6 separate regions of the Mus musculus genome follow, and regions 1, 2, 3, 4 and 5 are each linked to region 6. The links are chromatin contacts, called in public HiChIP or PLAC-seq and promoter capture Hi-C maps. All regions are on one chromosome and are shown on one strand. The core of a region is the stretch at or near the end of the contact, and the rest is flanking DNA. Distances in the headings are between cores, read along the strand shown.

Region 1 (3,441 bases), core at 824-3,323, 130 kb before region 6:
CCCCTCTCTCCCCTGGGCAGCCTGGGACTTAGGTAAACCAAAACTCACAAAATCCCCCTGCCTCTGTCTCTGGAGTGCTGGGAGTAAGGGCATGTGATGTCACCCTCCACTCTGTCCTCTCCTCTTATCTAAGCTACAGCTGCACTAGCACAATGTCTAATGAGAAAACAAAACAGCAAGGCCACTGTGAAGCTCACCGTAGCTCAGCTACCTGGCTATGGGAGGCTGAGTTGAGAGGCCAGTGAGCTTAAAGGCGCTTATCCAGACCCTATCCCAAACCAACTTTGAAAAGCCTGGAGATGTTCACTCAGTAGTAGAGCACTTGCCTAATTTAGGAGACCCTAGTACACAGTGGAAAATGACGCCCATCTTGGAAAATGGATTCACCATCCTTCTGCAAGTGAGTCACGCGGATGAAAATGGTGATTATCATCGGATGAAGTTTTGTTGCTGTTGGTTTGGGTTTTTTTTTTTTTAAAGAAAGCTCTAAAAGTCCAAATGCCCCAAAATAGTTCACTAAGAGGACTTTAAAGGACAAAATTATTACAATCTAGGAAAGTGAGTTTAGCAAAGACATGTTTAATTTGACCCTTAGTGTGTGTCCAATCCTGCTGTTCCTCCTATAGACGCTCTGATGAACTAGGTGGTCTGTGACTGCTTTGACCTGGAAGTGACACTCATCTACTCTCCCTTCCCTTCCCTTCCCTTCCCTTCCCTTCCCTTCCCTTCCCTTCCCTTCCCTTCCCTTCCCTTCCCTTCCCTTCCCTTCCCTTCCCTTCCCTCCCCTCCCCTTCCCTTCCTTTCCCTTCCCTTCCCTTCCCTCCCCTTCCCTTCCCTTTCTCTCTTCCCTTCCCTTCCCTTCACCTTCCTCCCTTCTTTCTTTCCTTGTTTCTTCCTTTCTATCTTATTTTTTTCCAGTTGTTTGAGACAGGGTTTCTTTAGCCCCGACTGCACTAGAACTCACTATGTAAGACCAAGCCAGCCTGAAACTCACAGAGATCTACTGCCCACTGCCTCCCAATTGTTGAAATTAAAAGGGCTGTGCCTACACAACCAACCTTAAAAGAAAAAAATAAATAAAGTTTATCTACCTTACAGGGAAGACACTGTGGAGAGACCACATCAAGAGACAACAGACTGTGGTTGTCCATTCTACCTAAGAGGTGGCTTCTCGATACTAACCATCACTGATCACTGGAGCCCCAGCATCATTCAGGAAACTAAACCAATACAACCCTTTTCCTCCCTAGAAGGGTGGCTTTCATCCCCCCAAAAAGGTCTGTGATATTATCCTCGAGGGCAGAACTAGGCTCCACAGATGAAAGCTATAAAGAAAATCCTAGCCAGGCATGATGGTGGCATGTCTGTAATCCCAGCATTTGGAAGATTGGTCAGGAAGATCATGAGTTCAAGGCTAGTCTGGACTACAAAGCAAGATCCTACTTCTTAAAGGGGAATGGAGCACAAGCCTTTAACCTCAGCACTTGGGAGACGGAGGCAGATCTTGTCTACATAGAGAGTTTCAGGCCAGAGAAGGCTACATACTGAGATCCTGTTTATAAATAAATAAGTAGCCCCAGAAACTGGGTCTGTAGATCTAATTGGAAGTTTGTTTTAGGGAAAACTATTTAACTTTCCTGTGTCTAGTTGCACTCTGTAAAATAAAGTCATTAGAATAGCAGTGTCAGGGAGCTACGCACACAGGTACCAGGTTTGCTATCACAAATGCTGGAGAGGCTTGTCTGCCCTGGATGAAATGTCAAATCAGAAATCCCCTATGGTCCCGTCCAACTGCAAAACATGCCCTCTGACTCCTCAGCCATTCAGGAAAGCTGGGGCTTACCCAGAGCTGACAGCAGCCCGAAGCACTTTCAGCCACATCTTAATCAAGAATCAACGGCAGCATTCTCCGTTTGTTAACTTAAATGTGGTCACCTAATCTGTCCTTAAGACCCTTAATGGTCTAAGAAAAGAAAAAAGGGAAGCAAGAAATAAAAGAAAAGGAACAAAGTGTTGAATTCACATGCTAAGAGAGCTTCACTGGCTTGTGTATTGGTTAGCAACTGGGCATACTAAGCTACAAAGCTTCCTCTGGGGTTCTCTGCCTGAAGTGACAGCCTCCTTCTACAGCTCTCAATCCCCAATTCCAACACAATGAGACCTTGAGTTACCCCAAATGACAAGACTTGGAGGAATTTGTTTTAATTAGATATTACCTTAACTAATGAAAATTTAACTTTAATTTCTTCATCTAGAGAGTGAAGATAAGAGTGAACCCTCAACTAACTTCATAGCACCTTCTGGTACTATGGTACCAAGCTTCCAAGGGAAGCGAACCACCAATATCCTACCCAGCTGAACCGTCTGAGTCATGGCACCCAGCATGGCACATTAACCGTAGGAGTGCAATAGTGGCACTCACATTTTGGTGACCACCAACAATTAGCTCTCTGATTGGACTTAAGATCTACTTAACAGGACGGAAATCGTTCCTGGTCCTGGAAACCTAGCCCACATCCTGGGGCTGCAGAGATCATGGATGTTGGAGATTCTACTGAGGCCACATAACAAAACAAACATAAATCCTAGCTGCACTCTAAATGCATATGCTTATGCACACGTAAGTGTAGTTCTTGTCCCTCAAAGAAATTTTTCTTTGCAACAGGCAGAAACCATTACAGAAAAACCACAACCAATCAATGCACAGAGAAAAAAAAATAATAGTGAGGCACCCAGCCCCAGTGTACAACACAACTCCTGTACCTAAGGCTTGGGGAACAATGCAGAAGAGGGGGGGTGGGGGTGGGTAGAAGGATTGTGAGAGCCAGAGCAACACAAAATCTGCTGTGAAACTGTACCTCCTAGAAATAACAGGAAACCTTCACCCGTGGTGCCTCAACAACACAGCTGCCTAACTGAGACCTGAAAAAGCAGAACACCAAAGACAAGCTAAGATGGAAGGGGGTGATCTCATGGAGCCCCATCCCTTAACAAAGAACTAAAGGTAACCAAGGAATACTGAGAGAATGAGCCTGTCACCAAGTTACCCAATACCCAGTGACCAGCCCTGAGATCATACATGCGCACAAGGACACAAAATGAGCCCAGCAAGTTGTATTTATATAGTCATCATATCCACTTCACATGCATAGTCACACACACATTAATAATAACAATTTAAAAGAGGCTGGAGAGATGGCTCAGTGGTTAAGAATACTAGCTGGTCCTCCAGAGGACTCGGGTTCAAGTCCCAGTACCCACACAGTGGCTCACAACTGCCTGTCACTCCACTTCCAAGGAATCTGACACCCTCACACAGACATACATGTAGGTAAAACACCAGTACAGATAAAATAAAAAGAAATAAATCATTTTTTAAGTTCATAAAAAGAGAAAGAAGGGCTATGGTTTTGAAAGGGAGCAAGGGTAATATGGGAGGGA
Region 2 (3,368 bases), core at 312-2,811, 210 kb before region 6:
TTATTCTCCCAGGCCAGGTAAATAGTTAACACCGTGGCCGTTGCTCCGCCCGAAAGCACAATCCGCAGATCGAGAGACCAGTCATTGAAGGTGCCATTGAGAGCGAGCTTCAGGAAGAAAAAAAGACAGTTTGGACACATCTAGTAAAAGCAGGATATTTCAGGATGAAAACTAAGAAGAGGGCAAGGGTGCCGGAAAGAAGGCTTAGTCAGTAAAGCGCTCACTGGGCCACCCTGACAACCTGGCTGGATCCCCACAGCCAGGTAAAGGCCGGAGAGAACCAACTCCACACAAGTTGTCCTCAGACCTATACAGTACACTGTGGCACACACACACACACGCACACACACACACATACACACACACACGCACACACACACACCACATAAGCGCGCATACACCCTTAATATCCGGTGATAACCACAGTAACATTCTCTTTACAAATCAGATAAAAATACCAAATACTAAATGCTTTTGATGTAATATTTTTATCCAACACTACCATCTCTCAGCCCTTAAATAAATGTCCAGTCTATTCTGTTACAGAATACAAACCCATGCTGAGCCATTTTCGGAACAAAGCAGCAAACTAGTTACAGACATTACAGGCACGTTTACCTTTGACACTGACAAGAGAATGCTCAGGTGAGTAGCTGTGAGAGCCGGCTGACACTACAGGCTGACGACGCATGGACTGACAGACAGACGCGTCTAACGCTCTGTGCCCACACTGACTGATGGCAGCCATCTCCCACCATGATGGAGGAGGGCTCCTAAGACAGAGAGATGCTCCGCTTGATGTTCAGCTTCTACTGCTATGCAAATCGCTTCATTTTTAAGTAGATAGGTGAGAAAGACACTCTGCTTTCTGGTTGTTGTGGTTAATATTAGAACAGAGCGTGGAAAGTTGTCCTAAAAAGTATTATAGTTATAGTCAAGAGCATAGTGCCTGTGGTTAGATCCATTTCTTAAAACTATCGTCGGTTTGAAAAAGAATGTCTCAAAGTAGAGTACCCAAGAGGAAATACCAAGGCTCCAGTTTCACGTATCATCAGACTGCTGATTCCTAACTTATTTTAGTTATCACATTTTCTCCTCTAAAGACTGCTTTTGCGACACCATCGACAAATCCTTGCTTATACTGTATCGCTTAAATGTAAGAATTTTTTAAGTAAGCGCAGTGGAAAGCTGTAAGACTAAGCAACATCTTTAAAAAAAAAGCCCACCCATCACTAGAGAACAGGAGGCAAGGTAAGTAGAGAAGTGTTTAAAATTCTCAAGAACTTATAGACGTATACACCACTTTTAATTAAAACAAAAAACCAAAACAGATGGACCGACGCTTAATGCCTTAACCAAACACAACCATTCTCCACACCTCAATGAGGATAAATAAGAATAAATAAGATTTCCCTACCTTTCCAGGCTTCGATCTGGATGTGCAGGCTAATTGCGACCACAGCCCGGCTTGGCTTCAGCAACCTTTGCCCCTAACCCCAGGAACAGCGTGACTCTGCCCTACGTGGCTCCTGGCTCGGCATTGGCCAATGGCTTTGAGCCTTGGGAGTCATTTGCTAAGGACACCTGGAATGAATTTGAAGGCGTGGCTCAGAAAGCAGGGAGGGGCCATAGCTGTCCTGGGGAAATGCTTTGTAGCCTTACAAAGATTTTAGTGCAAAACCTATTCTAATAGATGACTGGGGAAGCCCCAAGAAGACACTGCATTGCATAGAAAGGAAATTTGACAGAAATATTTTAATCGTGGCTAAAATTAAATGAATGATTTTCTTACCAATCATCTCAGAGAATCATGTGGGTGCCCACTGCTATTGAACCACTGCTTAATATAAATAAGAAATGTAGTAATTCCTACTTCATGTGAGATGTTGTGGGGGTTAAATAAACACATTTAAGTGAGCCCAAAGTCTTCTGGCAAATAGAAAATACTAAAAAGTGACACTGTGAGACATCATTACACACTGTGAATTATTAGAAAGGGTGACAGTTCTAATCCCAGAATATGGGAGATTGCACTTGGAGGTTCAACAACAGTCACAAGGCCAGTATAACATACCTAGTAAAACTGCCTCAAAAGTCTTAAAGAAAAGTATGGTGTTGCCACAATTTCTTGGAAATACTGAATTTTTAGAAAATGTTACTTTCCCCTTGTGTCATATCTAGGCTAGGTAACTTGAATTACTGGGCACACTCTCATCCAAACACTACCAAAACCCAAAAATTTTAAAAAGATTTATTTATTTTTATGTATACTGTAAATACACTGTAGCTATCCTCAAACACACCAGAAGAGGGCATTGGATTCCCATTACAGATGGCTGTGAGTCACTATGTGGTTGCTGGGAATTGAACTCAGGACCTCTGGAAGAGCAGTCAGTGCTCTTAACCGCCGAGCCGTTTCCAGCTCCCCAAAAACCAAATTTATAAATATGATAAAAATAGGCAAAAATCCCATGTGAGCATGTTTATTCATTTGAAGCTGAAATAGATTCACCTGTTAGAAGCTGGGACAAGCAGTGGGCGGCACAGGCAGAGAGTTTGGTAAAACGAGCATCATGGTACTAAAGACAAGGAAGATCCATAGCACTTTGGGGTAAACACACTCCATCTCTCACCTGAGGCAGACCCTCAGCCAAGATGGCTCTGCAAGTAAGAGTTAGGAAATCGGGGGGAGGGGGGAGAGAAATTGAGGTTTGTGTGTGTGTGTGTGTGTGTGTGAGAGAGAGAGAGAGAGAGAGAGAGAGAGAGAGAGAGAGTCTTCACACCATGTGATACCCAATACTCTCTGAATGAGTGTGAAAGTAAGCTTCAAAGCCTAAAGAGAAATGAAAACCTGCCAGCCTCCTAACGTAACATTTCAGGCTGGGGCACAGAGCAGTGGTTGTGTGTGTGCCTACTATGTTCAAGCCCTGGGTTGAACCCCAAGATGGGAATAGGGAAGCCAGGTTTGCTGATGCACCTCGGCAATCCCAGTGCTGGCTAGGAGTTCAAGGTCATCTTTAACTACGTAGCCAGTTCAAGGCCAGCCTGAGGCACACAAGGGTGTATCCCAAAATACCAACAAACAACACTGTGTTTTCCCTTGGTTCACGTCACTGAATTATATGATTTTTTAGACTGTCAAAAGACCAGAGGGGCAAATGTGTTTCCAGTCTTCTATCCATATTTTATAAAGGAAGGTTTTATTGCTTCTAAATAAAATGATCAATACTGAGAAATATTAGTGACTTAATAAAGACTAGAAATAAAAAAAAAATCTAAGATTGTAAATTGTTAAATATTACATGAAACCAAACTCTTAGGCTAATTGAAGCAAAACTAAAGAATCCATAGTGTGTAAGCCAGTATTT
Region 3 (3,532 bases), core at 451-2,950, 260 kb before region 6:
ATGTGTGTATATATGTGTATGTCTGTGTATGTGTATTGGGTATGTGCATGTGTGTGTTTGTGTGCATATGTGTTTGTATGTGTGTATATGTATATGTGTGTGTGTCTTTTCCCTGTATTGGCTAGATGACCAATCTGTTAAAGGGATCACAGTGGTTGATGACAAGCACTAAGAGTAAGCTAGTATTCAGCTTTTTTACACTAAAAGCAAGGTTTCAGAGGAAAATAACAACTTGAACACTACATTTGCTAAAGGAGAGACGTGGAATTGCTGGCACACATTAGAGCTTGGGTAAATGAAGAAATGCAATCTTGATAATGGGCAAGCTATATGGGGAAATGCCAGGAGGTTGGTCATTTAGCAGAGACACTCTGGCTAGGAAGAGAACCCAAAGCTCATGAATTTAAAAGCTTGGGGCCTCAGACCCTTTTTTTTTTTTTTTTTGGGTTTTTTGGTTTTTCGAGACAGGGTTTCTCTGTATAGCCCTGGCTGTCCTGGAGCTCACTTTGTAGACCAGGCTGGCCTCGAACTCAGAAATCCGCCTGCCTCTGCCTCCCGAGTGCTGGGATTAAAGGCGTGCGCCACCACGCCCGGCTGGCTCAGACCCTTCTTAATGAGCGAGTTCTCTCAACTGCAGAGCAGCACCTTGGCCTTGACTGACAATAAAAAAAAATTACAGTGGGAAAACAAGGGTGTGCTCAAATAAGTAAAGGAAAAACAAAAAATAAAACAAAACAAAAAGACCAAACAAACAAACAAAACCACCACACATCATGGAAAACGAGCCCTTACACACAGTTCCAAATTTTCCATTCAAACAAACAAACAAACAAACAAACACAAACAAATCTTATGTATAGTCTCATTGACCTAGGATGGTCTGGAGCCACGTATGATGGTGCTTGTCTTTAATACAGCACTTGTGAGGCAGAGGCAGGTGGCTCTGATTGGATTCAGGGTCAGCCTGGTGTACATAGTGAGTTCCAGGACAGCCTGAGCAGCACACTAAGACCCTGCCTCAAAAAAAAAAAAAAAAAAAAAAAAAAAAAAAAAAAAAAAAAGGAAAAGGAAAGGAAAGGAAAGGAAAGGGAAGGGAAGGGAGGGGAGGGGAGGGGAGGGGAGGGGAGGGAAGGAAAAGAACAAGGAATTCTGTAGATGAATCGCCGCCAGTGCTTCCAATCTTCCCCAGGGACAGGTGAGAGAGAATCTTCCCACTTTCAGCCAAGGTCTAGTGTACTACACTCAGAGTGTTCAGCCTGCATGCCATTACTGAGTTACGGACCTCAGGACAGCATGGAGAATTATTCCCATCAGCCTTCAGTCTATCCCTTCATTACCTCTAAGCCAGGAGTCCTAAGCGTTGTCTATAACCTCCCATCTCTTACTTTAGAAAAACCATTTACAGTGCCTCTTTCCTTTTTAAGAAAAAGCTTTTGCCTCATCCAGCCAGTATTCAGGAAAAAAAAGTTGTCTTCTGAAACTGGTGTGTGCGTGTGTGTGTGTATGTGTGTGTGTGTGTGCACGCGTGCCCCCGTGGGCGTGTGTGAAATCTCCCCAAGCCCTACCAGTTTGGGACTAGAATCTCCGGGCCTCAAGCAACCATCGTCCTCCCTGTAAGTCCTCACCTTAGATGGCTTCTATCCCTCTAGGCAGTTTTCGCCACACCCAGATCTTGCCACCTGGTGCTCTGCCTTCTTTTCTAATCCTGGTGCCCCTTGTCCTACAGCTTTGAACTGGGTTCAAGGGGAGGGAATGAAGGAGCCTTCTCAGCTGTCAAAGGTCTTTGCTATCTGAGCGTTGCAAAAGCAAACAGTCTAATCTCTGTGTAGCTAGGCAGGGACAGAGTGAGGCAGACAATCTTGTTTGTCATAGAATAACAGAAGGCTAGAACCGGCCGCCTCTGAGATCTTCCGTCCCAAGATACACAAAGGAGGAAACCAAGACCCAGAGAGAGTGGAGTGGTCTGCCCAAGGTCGCACAGACCTGTTTAATACCTGCAACTTACTCAGCTACTAAATAATTAAGCAATGCTTCTCCCCGCAACAATCTTGCAGGCTAGGTATGGTGATTCATAGACAAGAAGTGGAAGCCGGGTGACTAGCCCAGGTCTCCCCTAGCTAAGCAGGAAGCCAGGTTTCCAACATACTCTTAGCTACCTGTATGAGCCTACATCACAAGAGTTGTGAGCATACCAGACTATCTAAAACAGGATTGGCACTTGACAATTGGTGTTCCCTAAGTGAGTGACCAATATACTGGGGGCGGGGGCGGGGCGAAGCGAAGTGTGGGGTGGGGGTGGGAGTAGGGGAGGGGATGGGAACAACACCTGGGCCCCACAGGCCTCTACGAGGGGGGCTGGGAAATGTTGAGGTTGGATCAGGTGCCAGGCACTGGGCTTTACTTCCTCATTCACTTTATCCCTGGCATTTCGCTGTGGAGGACACAGAAGAGTGAGGAGGTGAACTTCCTCACAAAACTGTGTAAAATCAGAGCAACAGAGCTCTGATGAATAGGATTGAACGGGGTCACGTTCCTCCGCCCCTCTTCCTACCGCCTGCCGCGTCTGTCTTTTCCTCTTCCCAGCGTCCACCAACCCAAGGCTTCACCGCAAAACTGTTGCTAGGTCCTCCTTCCCTTTGTCCCATTAAATGTTCTTTTCTGCAGACCACTCCCTGCCCCAGAGGCTACCTGATAAGCTGATTCCTGAGTGGCTTTCACAGGAAACCTGTTCTCCCTTTAGGTAACCCAGTTGACCTTTAAATGTCAAATCGTCAAGTTTCCAAGCAAACTGAGGAGAATGGGAGTGGGAAGCCAGGCAAGGTGTCACACAAAGTAAGGCTCATTTCCCTGTTCCTCGGTTTGTCCGGAGACTGTTCCTCCTTCCGCAGCCCCGCAGCCCCGAGGAGTTCAGCCCATGCAAAGCATAGAAGTGAAACTTATTTGCATCCTGTTCTCAAACAAAGGCCATACCTGTGGGACATTGGTTAATTCCCAACCACCCCTCCCCTCCCAACTCGGAAAGACTGAGGTCACGGTTCCAGCTTTGGTGCTGTAGGTGAGGTGGGGGGGGGGGTGAGGACACAGGACTTAGAAGTTCAGGGTTCTTCTGTTCCAGGACAGACAAGGCAAGGTAGTAGAAATACATTTAAAATAATGTAATAAATACTTAAAATTCACCACCATGATTTATATAATTAAATAACTAAGGTCATTTTCATCTGTTTGGTAGAAGTTCTGTTCTGTGATGGGCCATTGCACATGTCTTAGCTCTACACTCAGTCAGAGAAGATATTTGGGAAACCTGGGGTCAGTCATGAGGACACATTGCAGCATAGAAATTAAGAAATGCAGAAGAACTCGAGCAATGGTGGCACACACCTTTAATCTCAGCATTTGGGAGGCAGAGGCAGAGGCAGAGGCAGAGGCAGGCGGATTTATGAGTTTGAGGCCAGCCTGGTCTACAGAGTGAGAAGAAGAAGAAGTAGAAGAAGAAGAAGAAGGAGGAGGAGGAGGAGGAGGAGGAGGAGGAGGA
Region 4 (3,253 bases), core at 304-2,803, 240 kb after region 6:
TTCTCACCAGTGATCCCAATCTGGAGGCTGGGAGATAGAAGTTTCTGGGTCTATCTTGTCATGGAGATCTTGAGGCATAGTGGCTATGAATCCCAGAAGATAAAGACAGGAAGATCTCTGCTTTCAAGGTCATCTGGGATTAAAGGCATGGTGGCCCACACCTTTAATCTGGGCTACACCTTCTGCTGGAGACTACATAAGGACACTAGAAGAAGGAAGATTTACTCTCTCCTTTGACTGCTTGCCTTGTTGGGACTGAGCAACTGCTAGATCCCTGGACTTTAATTCACAGCTGCTGCTGACCATTGCTGGGAGTTGAACTGCAGACTGTAAGTCATCAACAAATTCTCTTACTGTATAAGTTCTGTAACTCTAGAGAACTCTGACTAATACACAGTCTAATTCCACTATGTTGGTAACAATACACAACACACACACACACACACACACACACACACACACACACACTTTTCTCCAGTGCTCAGGTGTAGAGTACCTTGCACACGCCTGGCTTGCCCTTGGCCTCAGAGCGCACTAGCAGCACTGAAACAGACCTCGGAGCCAGCCATTCCCCTTTCACTCAAGAAGGCAAGGGGGCAGAATAAACACACTACTCACTCGGATGCAAGCCAGAGGAGGAAAGGAATCTACCAGCCAGTCCAAAGTGTTTACTGTGCAGCTTTTTAATTACTGTATTTATGACACTACCCATAACATATTCCCCACCACAAATGTTCCAGCAGGTCATTAATCCTTGACAAATACATTAATGTTCCTCCCCCCCCCAAACCCCCTACAAATTCTTGTTGTGCTGATGTGGGGCAAAAATGCTAAGAATTCTCTTCAAAGTAAATACTTTATGTCAACAGTCCTGGCTGCCACTGCTCCTCAGTTAACTATTTCCAGATAGTATTCCAGTGTAAGTATTTGGGGCTACTGACCTTAAAGATGAATTTGGAAATAAAATTTGTAAAACTAGCTTTGCCTGATGCATCATTTTTGTCAGAGGAACAGTGGTGCAAACTCGCAAGAAGGTGGCTTGCGCTCTTCAAAAATAACATGTTCCGTGACTCATTAATTCTCAACACACCATTGCCCGTTATGACATGGTAAGACTTCTGCTTTTTAAAAAATCTCCAGAAGTCACTGAGAATGGCCAAGATTCTCACAATAACTGAAGGATTACCTGCCTCAGCACTAAATGGGTTTAATTTCAACCACAGAGCACTAATGTTTCTCCCAGAGAATTCAAAGTATGATTAATCATTGTTTGGGCACTCACGAATGTCGGTGACACCACTAATTATTTTGCTGTGTTGGAACATGAGCACAGGCGCACGGAGGTGGGGGTGGGGGTGGGAGGGGGTGGGGAGCAAGTCTGCCGTGACCAGGCAGGTGCTGGGTTTCTTCCGCCACGAGGCACGCAGGACAAACTGACAGTCAGACGCTTGCTGAAGCTCCAATACCAGCTACAAATGGACTACACAGAACCAGAGATAAATGCAAGTTACTGACCCAGGCAGGCCTGGAGCCAAGATCACAGAGAGAGGGGCTGACTTCACTCACGTGTGTGCTGCTGGACCTGGGCTAGGTGACCTGGCAAGGTCCTCAGAACCTATGGGGTGTGCGCAGCTTTTGTCCTCTGGCTCAAGGTCTGTCTGTCTGTCTGTCTGTGGTTGTTCTGTTGCCTTATTTGTCAGTTGTCTCCCCTCTCACTCCAGAGAGCTACATGGCAGCTACAGCATCTACCTCCCCTTTTCTTCAACTCAGCAATGGTTTTAAAAAGCCAGAGTACTGGAGTATAAGAGAACAAAGCTTAACATACCAGGCTACACAGAAGGTCTGAAGTGTGCTAGGCTGACTGAGCACACAGGCTGTTGAGATGCCTTCTTCGTTTATTTATTAGTTCTCAGAAAATTCCAGTATTGGTCCTTAAGCATTTGAAGTCACAGAGTACAAATACAGGCAAGTCTAACACAGACCCTTTGATGTTGCTTGTTAAGTGACCCCTGTTCTTCTACAAGACTTCTTGAGAAATTTAGCAAGCAAAAAAAATTCCAAAAACAATAGAAATAGTGGTTCTCCTGGGAGCTGTCTCTGGAAATGCAGGAACATTCTAGAAACTTGGAGAAGGGAAGGCTTTGTCTCTGTTTCAGTGAGAGGTTGGGGGCAGGGGGTGTCACTTAGCCTTTGAAACTATGTCTGTAAAATGGCCTCAAGATACCTTCTCTACAAAGCTTGGTGAGAACAAGACAAAAGGCTCTAGAGAGAGAAAAAACATGAACGAAACTTTTAAATAGAAACAGAGTACATAAGCCACCATGATACAAGTCCGGGTGATTCCCACTACCTTACAAGGTACTTTCTCAAAACATTAACAATAATGATTATAATATTAGTATATGAGACAAGGTCTCATGTAGTCTAGGCTGGCCTGTGTCAAATACTTTTTTGGTAAACACTGCTTCTTGGCTGATAAATAAAATGTCCTTAACTACTCAAACAGAAATACAAGTATTATACTACTTCCAGATTTGAGATTTTATTCCCTATTATGTTTTCCTGTCTATGTTTCTTCTTTTGCATGTAGCTGAACTTCTTTCTTCTTTCTTTATAGAATCTTCATGGGCTTTTCCTCTTTATCAGTATACTCCTTGCAATAACTATTACAGAACCCGTCTACTACCTAGCAGTGTGTGAAACCTTATCATATGCCTTATGCAGAGGGCACAGGGTGCTCCTACTCAAGGACAGGACTAGAGAAATCAGGGCCCTTAAACTCACAGGCTTTTCTCTTCAAAGGAAGGGATTCACACCTGTTTCAGCCCAGAAGGTTGGAAGTGGGTGTGATCAATAACCTGGTGACCTTCGGCTATCTGTAGAGCCATGTTTCACCTGGACTCCTGAGCACTGTTTCTCAGTCAATAGAACCCAATAGAACCCATTAATGAGGTCCTATGCACTTTGCAAAGGAGTCTGCTATTAGGTTTATTCCAGACCCCCCTCTAGACCCTTATCCTAGGCACTATTTCCCAGTCAATAGAACCCACTCTTAAGTAGGAGGTCATGCTTTGCAAAATGTAGTCACGCCTTAATAATTGTCATAAGGAAACATTTTTCTTAAGTCATACTGTGTGTGCTTAAGTGTCAAAAATCAACTGCTTGGATCAGACTTTAGAGTGCCCAGCACTGGCTAACTAAGCCATGTTGAACCTGATTTCCTTCTTGCCTGTTGAGGACTGCTCCTCTGCCA
Region 5 (3,286 bases), core at 246-2,745, 230 kb before region 6:
TGCCTGCCTACTGACCAGGAACTGCTTCCAAAGGGTCAAGCTTGACTTCTTAACAATTTGTTTCTAATAAGATCACAGTCCTCAAGGTCAATGCCCAGCCACCTCAGAATTTAATAATTAGTCCTGAATTTGGGGGAGAACCAGGAGGGCTGGATACCTGGGAGGGATTAGAAGGAGAAAAGGCAAGAGGGGGAAATGGTGTAATTATATTTTAATTAAAAATTATATTTAAAAAAGGAAAAGAAATGGCCTTGTGATAGGGAAGAAAAAAAAATACTAGCCCCAGGGAGCTAGAGAAATGGCTCAGTGGTTAAGGGTGCTTGTTGCACAGTCATGTGAGCTAGAGTTGAGACCCAACAAACATCCACACGAGCTGGGTATCCTGTAAACATTTATAACTCCGGTTCCAAGGAAGCCTACCTCTTCATCTGGCCTATGTGTATATGTGTATATCTACTCACACAGACACACAGTCACATTCACTCACACACACACACACACACACACACACACACGAGACTAATAAATAAGCAAACAAACAGACATAAAATGAACCTTGAAGGCCTGGTGTGACATCACAGGCTGATCACTCCAGCTTTTAGGAGACACTCCAGCTTTTAGGAGATACGGAAGATCAGGGGTTTGAGGTCATGCTTAGCAATGTATCAGGTTCCAGGCTGGCCTTTAAGACTGTAGTTCAGTGGTGGAATATTTGTCCAGCTAGTGCAAGGCCCTGAGATTAGCCAGGTGGTGCTGGGGCATGACTTTAATCCCAGCCCTAGGGAGGCAGAGGCAGTCAGAGTCTAAGGCCAGCCTGGTCTACAGGGAGGACAGCCAGGGAGGGATACAAGGAGAAACCAAGTCAAAATACAAGTCAAAAAACAAACAAACAAACAAACAAACAAACAAACAAAGGGATTAAAAATTAGCCTTGGACTGGGTGTGGCAGCACACAGCTGCAACCTCAGCTCCCAGGAGGGCGAGCAAGGAAGAGGCTTGTGCCTTCTAGACTGGCCTAGAATATTCTCTTTAGAAGGGCAAGGGCAGGAACACACGGCAGCATGCTGTGCAGGGAAGTGTCTGAGACAGATGCCAAATACTGAATGTCAAGATCCTTGTTTAAGGTAGAGGTGTGGACTGGCTATGAGTGCAACAAGCATCCAGACACATAGCATAGACTTCTCCAGTTCAGGGGAGCCGTCAGAGTACTTCAGATTTCAGAGCACACGAAACAGATGGAGTCGGAGAGAGCAAGGGTGATCTTGAGTCCTCCAGTGGTGAACCACGAGGGGGACCCTGTAAACTCTTCAAAGCTTCACAGACTCATCCGTAGAGACTGTTATGTAAAAGGCAGCGCTGTGCTCTGTGTATCCCCATGGATGGATACCATGGGGAAGGGGTATCATTAGGGTCTCTACCTTACAGAGAAAGAAACAGGCATGGAGCAATGAGGTAGAAGCTCTGGGAATGAGTCGCAGTGTCAGCCTGACTCAGAGTTCACACCACAGCTGCAGCAAATGATCCTCCTCATAGGGGGAGGATTAGGGGAAATGATATGTGACGGGCTCCTGGGGCAAAACCTCCAAATAAGGGATCAGGGAATGTCACTATAAGAAACTTGAACGTGAGCTCGAGGCAAGAATCCTGGCCCTGAGCAAGATTCTTGTGTTTACAGGAAAGCAAGCAAAAGGTTCCCAGGGCCAGGGTCAGCTTTAAACCAGTCAGCACAGACGCCTAGCCGGTGAGTTCTGGTGGAGACTGGTGTGTCAGCCTCCCGGGTGCGTGTCACAGGTAAGCTGGCTGACTTCTCTGGTGCTGTGGCTCAGGCATCCAAGTATAAGTCTGATTCTCACCTAAGCCTTGGCTAGAGCACTTTGCAGAGGCTGTTCCAGAAAGAACCTGAAGAGACTTGCCACACGAGCTGCAAATGGTCCAAGCATCCCGGTGGATGCCAGATTCCTGGGGAGGCAGGACCCACCCAGTACATGCTCTCTTTGTGCATGCTGAATACGCTTTCCTCCTCACGGAGGGCAGCCAGCATCAAAGTGAGCACAGCAGGGTATTTGAAGGGACTCATTTGTTCAGCTTGGCATATGCTACTGTATGAAAATATACTTTCAAAAAAAAAAGCTATCGCTATTCTGGATTCTGGTAGAATTTTTGTTCTAGGTTACATTTGTACTTACAAGGTAAGCTTACATCACAAACTCTCAGATTTGAGTTAGGGTTTTAGTAAGGTTCAGAGTATCTTTCACTCAGATTTTTAGCTTTTAATTGGTTCAGCAAAGGTTGCCACTATACTTAAGAACTATTTCTAGTGTTCAAAAACCAGTCTTTATCAAAGGCAAGTATGAGTTTATTCTAGAATTACTTGGATTGTCAGTTAACTTTGGTTCATAGTTCTGAAGTGTGTGTGTGTGTGTGTGTGTGTGTGTGTGTGAGAGAGAGAGAGAGAGAGAGAGAGAGAGAGAGAAGAAGAAGAAGAAGAAGAAGAAGAAGAAGAAGAAGAAGAGGAAGAGGAAGAGGAAGAGGAAAAGGTGGAGGAGAGTCCAAACAATGAAAGTGTCCTTTCTGTGAGTTCAAATCTCATGTGTGCCACTTTCTAACCCTGTCCCATGAGCTCTGACTTTCATTCCCACACACATCACTAAATTGGTTTAGTCAGCAGCTGCTACCTGAGAGGATTCATTGACACTTGAAGACACCTGACTCACAATATGCTAGAAAGATTAGCAACTGCTATTGTTGTTTTAAAGAATGTTACTTAAGCTGCCTTAAGTGGTTCATGCTTATAAACTCAGCACTCAAGAGGCTGAGGAAGAAAAACTGTTAAGAGCTCCAAGTTAATTCTGATGACAGAGATAGAGTGTTGTGGGGTCGGGGATGATGGGTTTGGAAGGGAAAGGAAAGAGGAAAAGGGGGGTTGATTTAAGGCCAGAATTCACATTTTAGGGAGAGCTTTGTCACAAAGGTGGTGAAAACCTCATGGGTGATGGAGATACTCTGTGTGAAGAAAGAGCTCACCACAAATCAGGAAGAAACCAGGAGAGAAAGATTAGCCTCGGCAGAGGGTTTTTAACATGTGGCATTTAGCTTTTTGTCCAGTACCAAGTCACCACCACCCACTCAAATAAACATCAGGAAGGCTGCTCCCACTCTTGGAGCTCTGGCACCAGGGCAGGTCTGTCAGTCCGTCCATCCCAAGACTGAAAGAATAAGAGGGTTCCCACTGGAAGTCAGGCTATAGGACCAGGAATTCACCTAGGGGCCCCAAACAATAAGCAGG
Region 6 (3,495 bases), core at 764-3,263:
TACTCAGCTATTAAAAACAATGAATTTATGAAATTCCTAGGCAAATGGATGGATCTGGAGGGTATCATCCTGCGTGAGGTAACCCAATCACAAAAGAACTCACATGATATGCACTCACTGATAAGTGGATTTTAGCCCAGAAACTTAGAATACCCAAGATACAACTTGCAAAACACATGAAACTCAAGAAGAAAGAAGAGCAAAGTGTGGACAATTTGCCCCTTCTTAGAATTGGGAACAAAACACCCATGGAAGGAGTTACAGAGTCAAAGTTTGGAGCTGAGACGAAAGGATGGACCATCCAGACACTGCCCCACCTGGGGGTCCATCCCATAATCAGCCACCAAACACAGACACTATTGCATATGCCAGCAAGATTTTGCTGAAGGGACCCTGATATAGCTGTCTCTTGTGAGGCTAAGCCAATCCCTGGCAAACATAGAAGTGGATGCTCACAGTCAGCTATTGGATGGAACACAGGGCCTTCAATGGAGGAGCTAGAGAAAGTACCCAAGGAGCTAAAGGGATCTGCAACCCTATAGGTGAAACAACAATATGAACTAATCAGTACTCCCAGAGCTCGTGTCTCTAGCTGCATATGTAGCAGAAGATGGCCTAGTTGGCCATCATTGGGAAGAGAGGCCCCTTGGTATTGCAAACTTTATATCCCCAGTACAGGGGAAACACCAGGGCCAAGAAGTGGGAGTGAGTGAGTAGGGGAGCGGGGTGGGGGTGGGGGCCGTGGCGGTGGGGGTTGGGAGTAGGGTATAGGGGACTTTCAGGATAGCATTTGAAATGTAAATGAAGTAAATACCTAATTAAAAATGGAGGAAAAAAAAGGTCTAGCAGAACTATTTTAGAGTGTGTGTTTTATATCTGGAAAGAATAGAGAAGGTCAATCAATATAGGTATGTACACAGATATAGGTATGTACACAGATATCAATAATGAAAAAATGAAGGCTGCCAAGATCTGAGTTCCCCAACTGTCACAGTTGTGATGGCAGGTCCCTGGTCCTGTTTGGTTTCTGCTTTCAGTTCTGAACACAATGGCAAACAGAAAGTAAGATTTAATAAACACTTGCTCAAATCAGGGGGAAGAGGTATGCATATAACAGGACAACGCCTTTCTGTCATTATGAATCCCCCCCCCCCCACACCCAGCTTACAGGAATTCCCTTGAGTTTTAGTTGGATGCATTCCCCAGCCTTTGTTATTAAGCATGTTCTGTGACTAATTCTGGAGTGGAAACCAAGCAAAATGATGTGTGCATCTTTCCAGCCCTGTCCTTGGAAGGCATGGGCATGTTGTCTTCCTCCCCCTTCTGCCTACAAGTGGACTCGGGATGAGCAACAGGGGCCACCTACCAGAAACCTTGCCTTTCTCAAAGATTTACTGAGTTGGTAAGATACTGCTAGCAGATGCATGAGTCCTCCATACCATGGCCTTTGGGCTAATTGCACAGGGATACAGGGATTACAAAATTTAAAGAGAGAGAGAGAGAGAGAGAGAGAGAGAGAGAGAGAGAGAGAGAGAGAGAGAAGAGAAGAGGAAAAGAAAAGAAGAGAAAAGAAAGGAAAAGAAAAGAAAGGAAAAGAAAAGAAAAGAAAAGAAAAGAAAAGAAAAGAAAAGAAAAGAAAAGAAAAGAAAAGAAAAGAAAAGCGAATTTTTGAGTCTCATGCCTAGACTCAGAATCCCTGATGATGGGTCCAGCCATCTCCATTTTAACGGGCTTCAGGTGCCTGAGAGTTAAACCGCCGGAACTACTTCACCTACTTCAATCTCTAAGTGTTTAAAGAAGGAGACCAAGCCAGAATGCTCAGGAACCCTGGCCTGAGCTTCCAAGTGGGGCTGAACGGCTGCCAACTGCCCACAGGAGTACAAGAAACTGGTGAAGAGTCACCCCTACCAGTTCCCACTGGGAAAGCCTGGCGCAGAGCCCTTCCCCCGCCCCCTCCCGTTGCCATGGAGATCCGGGCACCCTGAGGGACCCGATTTCCGCATCCAGGGTTCAGTGTGGACCCAGCTCCTTGCTCCTTGCTGCCTTACCCACTAGGGCTGCCTCACGAGCTCCGGGACGGTCACGAGAAGTGTCCCCTTAGGGACCCAGAGCTCCGCTTTCTTTCAGGGACCCGGAGAGAGCCGAGAGCTCGGCCTGAGCAGTGTCCCCGGAGCGCGAGGGCGAGCCCCGAGGAGGCAGCGTCTCCCTCAGGGACCCTGGACGTAGCTGGCGCGGGCGCCGAGCGCTTTCCCCCGGCCGAACCCGGTGGGTGGTGTGGCTGCACTTAAACCAAACGGCCTCCGCGGGCCGCGGCTTCCCGGGGCTCCCGAGGGCCTGTTACCTCCTCCATCGCCCCAAGTGCAGAGGCTGCCGCGTCTTCAGCCCCAGAGCCCCGGAAAACATCCCAACCCCAGAGAAGGGCGGATTCGCGGAGAAGGTGATAGGACCTTTACTCCCTGGGATGCCGGGATGCTTAGGGGGACCTAGTGGGTCTGTCCTTAATGGGCTGTGACAAAGGGTGCTGGTGGTGGTGATGCTGGTGGTTGTGGTGGTGAGGTTCTCCAGCTGTCTCCCCCCCTCCCCCCACCCCCTGTGCAAGTTTTCATTGCAGTTGGAAGTATGGGATGTTCCGATGGGCTAGTACATGTCATGTCTCTAAGGTCACAAAAAAAGGGGACATCAAGCCAGGCGGTGGTGGCGCATGCCTTTAATCCAAGCACTTAGGAGGCAGAGGCAGGCAGATTTCTGAGTTCAAGGCCAGCCTGGGCTACAGAGTGAGTTCCAGGACAGCCAGGGCTACAAAGAGAAACCCTGTCTCGAAAAGAGAGAGAGAGAGAGAGAGAGAGAGAGAGAGAGAGAGAGAGAGAGAGAGAGAGAGAGAGAGAGAGAGAGAGAGAGAATTAAGATAGGTGCTGTAGATACAGAGATTTACTAAGATAACCTTCTCTTTTCTCAGAGACGATGCTTAAGACTACAAGGATAGAGATCTCCCTGGACCACATGATTTGAACTTGAAGCTTGAGTTATTGACATCAGGGGCAAACATGCTGGACCCAACGAGTGAAAGGGACCTTTTTGACCAAGAAAACATGGAGGAGATCTCCCAACTCGCTTCCCTGGAGATGTCGGGGGATGTAGTCGCCAATACAAACTCTTCAACCGTCGTCCTAGAAAAACCCAGCTACCCAGACTCCGTGTACGTTACGGCAGCGAACATTTTTCAGGGTATTCGGATCCAAAGGTCGCCAGACAAAGTCATAATAAATTACGGAAGTGAACCCCTGCAGCCCTCCTCCTCCCGCTCCGAGGATGAATCTTTCCAGCGCTTGTCCTATGAGTTGGCTTTCAGTACCCTGAAGTGTAAGTAATAGCAGTTCCTAAAGAGCAGCGCTAAAAGAAAATGGAAAAGCCAGGCACGGTGGCTTATACGTAGTACAAGGCCAACCTGGGCCACAAAGTGAGATTCTGTTTCAGGAGGCGGGGGTGGGGGGTTGG

What was found. Promoter capture Hi-C pulls out the DNA fragments that hold promoters and counts their contacts. HiChIP or PLAC-seq counts read pairs in DNA pulled down with a chosen protein or histone mark. Capture Hi-C pulls out chosen DNA fragments and counts their contacts.
Region 1: a contact with region 6 is called in an H3K27ac HiChIP or PLAC-seq map of microglia, with 5 times the contacts expected there. The contact joins the enhancer-like site here to the promoter of Nsun7 in region 6. A contact is called at or near these places in 3 of 39 promoter capture datasets (3T3-L1-derived adipocytes, liver and stem cell-derived epiblast-like cells), 1 of 15 datasets of contacts at CTCF or cohesin (large pre-B cells), 5 of 484 Hi-C or Micro-C datasets (embryonic stem cells, liver, megakaryocyte progenitors and 1 more), 2 of 115 datasets of contacts at active chromatin or transcription factors (embryonic stem cells and microglia) and 1 of 9 other capture datasets (liver).
Region 2: a contact with region 6 is called in a FOXA1 HiChIP or PLAC-seq map of pancreatic cancer cells. The contact joins the enhancer-like site here to the promoter of Nsun7 in region 6. A contact is called at or near these places in 6 of 39 promoter capture datasets (the 3T3-L1 cell line, the C10 cell line, HPC-7-derived erythroid cells and 2 more), 2 of 15 datasets of contacts at CTCF or cohesin (large pre-B cells and pro-B cells), 5 of 484 Hi-C or Micro-C datasets (bone marrow-derived macrophages, embryonic stem cells, group 2 innate lymphoid cells and 1 more), 9 of 115 datasets of contacts at active chromatin or transcription factors (CD8 T cells, bone marrow-derived macrophages, embryonic stem cells and 4 more) and 3 of 9 other capture datasets (adipose tissue, liver and pancreatic islet).
Region 3: a contact with region 6 is called in a promoter capture Hi-C map of adipose tissue. The contact joins the promoter of 9130230L23Rik here to the promoter of Nsun7 in region 6. A contact is called at or near these places in 11 of 39 promoter capture datasets (the 3T3-L1 cell line, the C10 cell line, the HPC-7 cell line and 5 more), 2 of 15 datasets of contacts at CTCF or cohesin (large pre-B cells and pro-B cells), 7 of 484 Hi-C or Micro-C datasets (bone marrow-derived macrophages, brown adipocytes, embryonic stem cells and 3 more), 4 of 115 datasets of contacts at active chromatin or transcription factors (bone marrow-derived macrophages, effector CD8 T cells, embryonic stem cells and 1 more) and 4 of 9 other capture datasets (adipose tissue, bone marrow-derived macrophages, liver and 1 more).
Region 4: a FOXA1 HiChIP or PLAC-seq map of pancreatic cancer cells shows a contact between it and region 6. The contact joins the enhancer-like site here to the promoter of Nsun7 in region 6. A contact is called at or near these places in 2 of 39 promoter capture datasets (the 3T3-L1 cell line and stem cell-derived epiblast-like cells), 1 of 484 Hi-C or Micro-C datasets (nephron progenitors) and 2 of 115 datasets of contacts at active chromatin or transcription factors (microglia and pancreatic cancer cells).
Region 5: a contact with region 6 is called in a promoter capture Hi-C map of trophoblast stem cells, with 3 times the contacts expected there. The contact joins the enhancer-like site here to the promoter of Nsun7 in region 6. A contact is called at or near these places in 10 of 39 promoter capture datasets (the 3T3-L1 cell line, 3T3-L1-derived adipocytes, embryonic stem cells and 6 more), 1 of 15 datasets of contacts at CTCF or cohesin (the NIH/3T3 cell line), 1 of 484 Hi-C or Micro-C datasets (bone marrow-derived macrophages) and 2 of 115 datasets of contacts at active chromatin or transcription factors (bone marrow-derived macrophages and craniofacial prominence).

The regions. Positions count from the first base shown.
Region 1 is chr5:66,126,083-66,129,523 of GRCm38.p6, forward strand. All of the region lies in intron 2 of Rbm47 (RNA binding motif protein 47), which reads right to left. Among named protein-coding and RNA genes, the nearest start is that of Gm26725, 23 kb to the right of the region's middle. Within about 2 kb of position 2,074, at least 12 of the 459 cell types and tissues checked have an H3K27ac peak or open chromatin away from gene starts, as enhancers often do. A contact at or near this core is called in microglia, where this site is marked.
Region 2 is chr5:66,053,065-66,056,432 of GRCm38.p6, forward strand. All of the region lies in intron 3 of Rbm47 (RNA binding motif protein 47), which reads right to left. Among named protein-coding and RNA genes, the nearest start is that of Gm40310, 44 kb to the left of the region's middle. Within about 2 kb of position 1,562, at least 36 of the 459 cell types and tissues checked have an H3K27ac peak or open chromatin away from gene starts, as enhancers often do. A contact at or near this core is called in intestinal crypt epithelium, liver, pancreatic cancer cells and 1 more, where this site is marked.
Region 3 is chr5:66,002,585-66,006,116 of GRCm38.p6, forward strand. It overlaps 9130230L23Rik (RIKEN cDNA 9130230L23 gene), which reads right to left and starts at 1,701. Exons shown (of 7, transcript NR_027961.1): 1 at 1,626-1,701.
Region 4 is chr5:66,496,443-66,499,695 of GRCm38.p6, forward strand. All of the region lies in intron 2 of Apbb2 (amyloid beta (A4) precursor protein-binding, family B, member 2), which reads right to left. Among named protein-coding and RNA genes, the nearest start is that of Gm52775, 5.4 kb to the right of the region's middle. Within about 2 kb of position 1,554, at least 47 of the 459 cell types and tissues checked have an H3K27ac peak or open chromatin away from gene starts, as enhancers often do. A contact at or near this core is called in pancreatic cancer cells, where this site is marked.
Region 5 is chr5:66,033,021-66,036,306 of GRCm38.p6, forward strand. The region is part of intron 4 of Rbm47 (RNA binding motif protein 47); the gene reads right to left. Among named protein-coding and RNA genes, the nearest start is that of Gm40310, 24 kb to the left of the region's middle. Within about 2 kb of position 1,496, at least 30 of the 459 cell types and tissues checked have an H3K27ac peak or open chromatin away from gene starts, as enhancers often do. A contact at or near this core is called in trophoblast stem cells, where this site is marked.
Region 6 is chr5:66,257,885-66,261,379 of GRCm38.p6, forward strand. Nsun7 (NOL1/NOP2/Sun domain family, member 7) reads left to right here and starts at 2,014. Exons shown (of 13, transcript NM_001302833.1): 1 at 2,014-2,437; 2 at 2,957-3,360. The coding sequence starts at 3,045.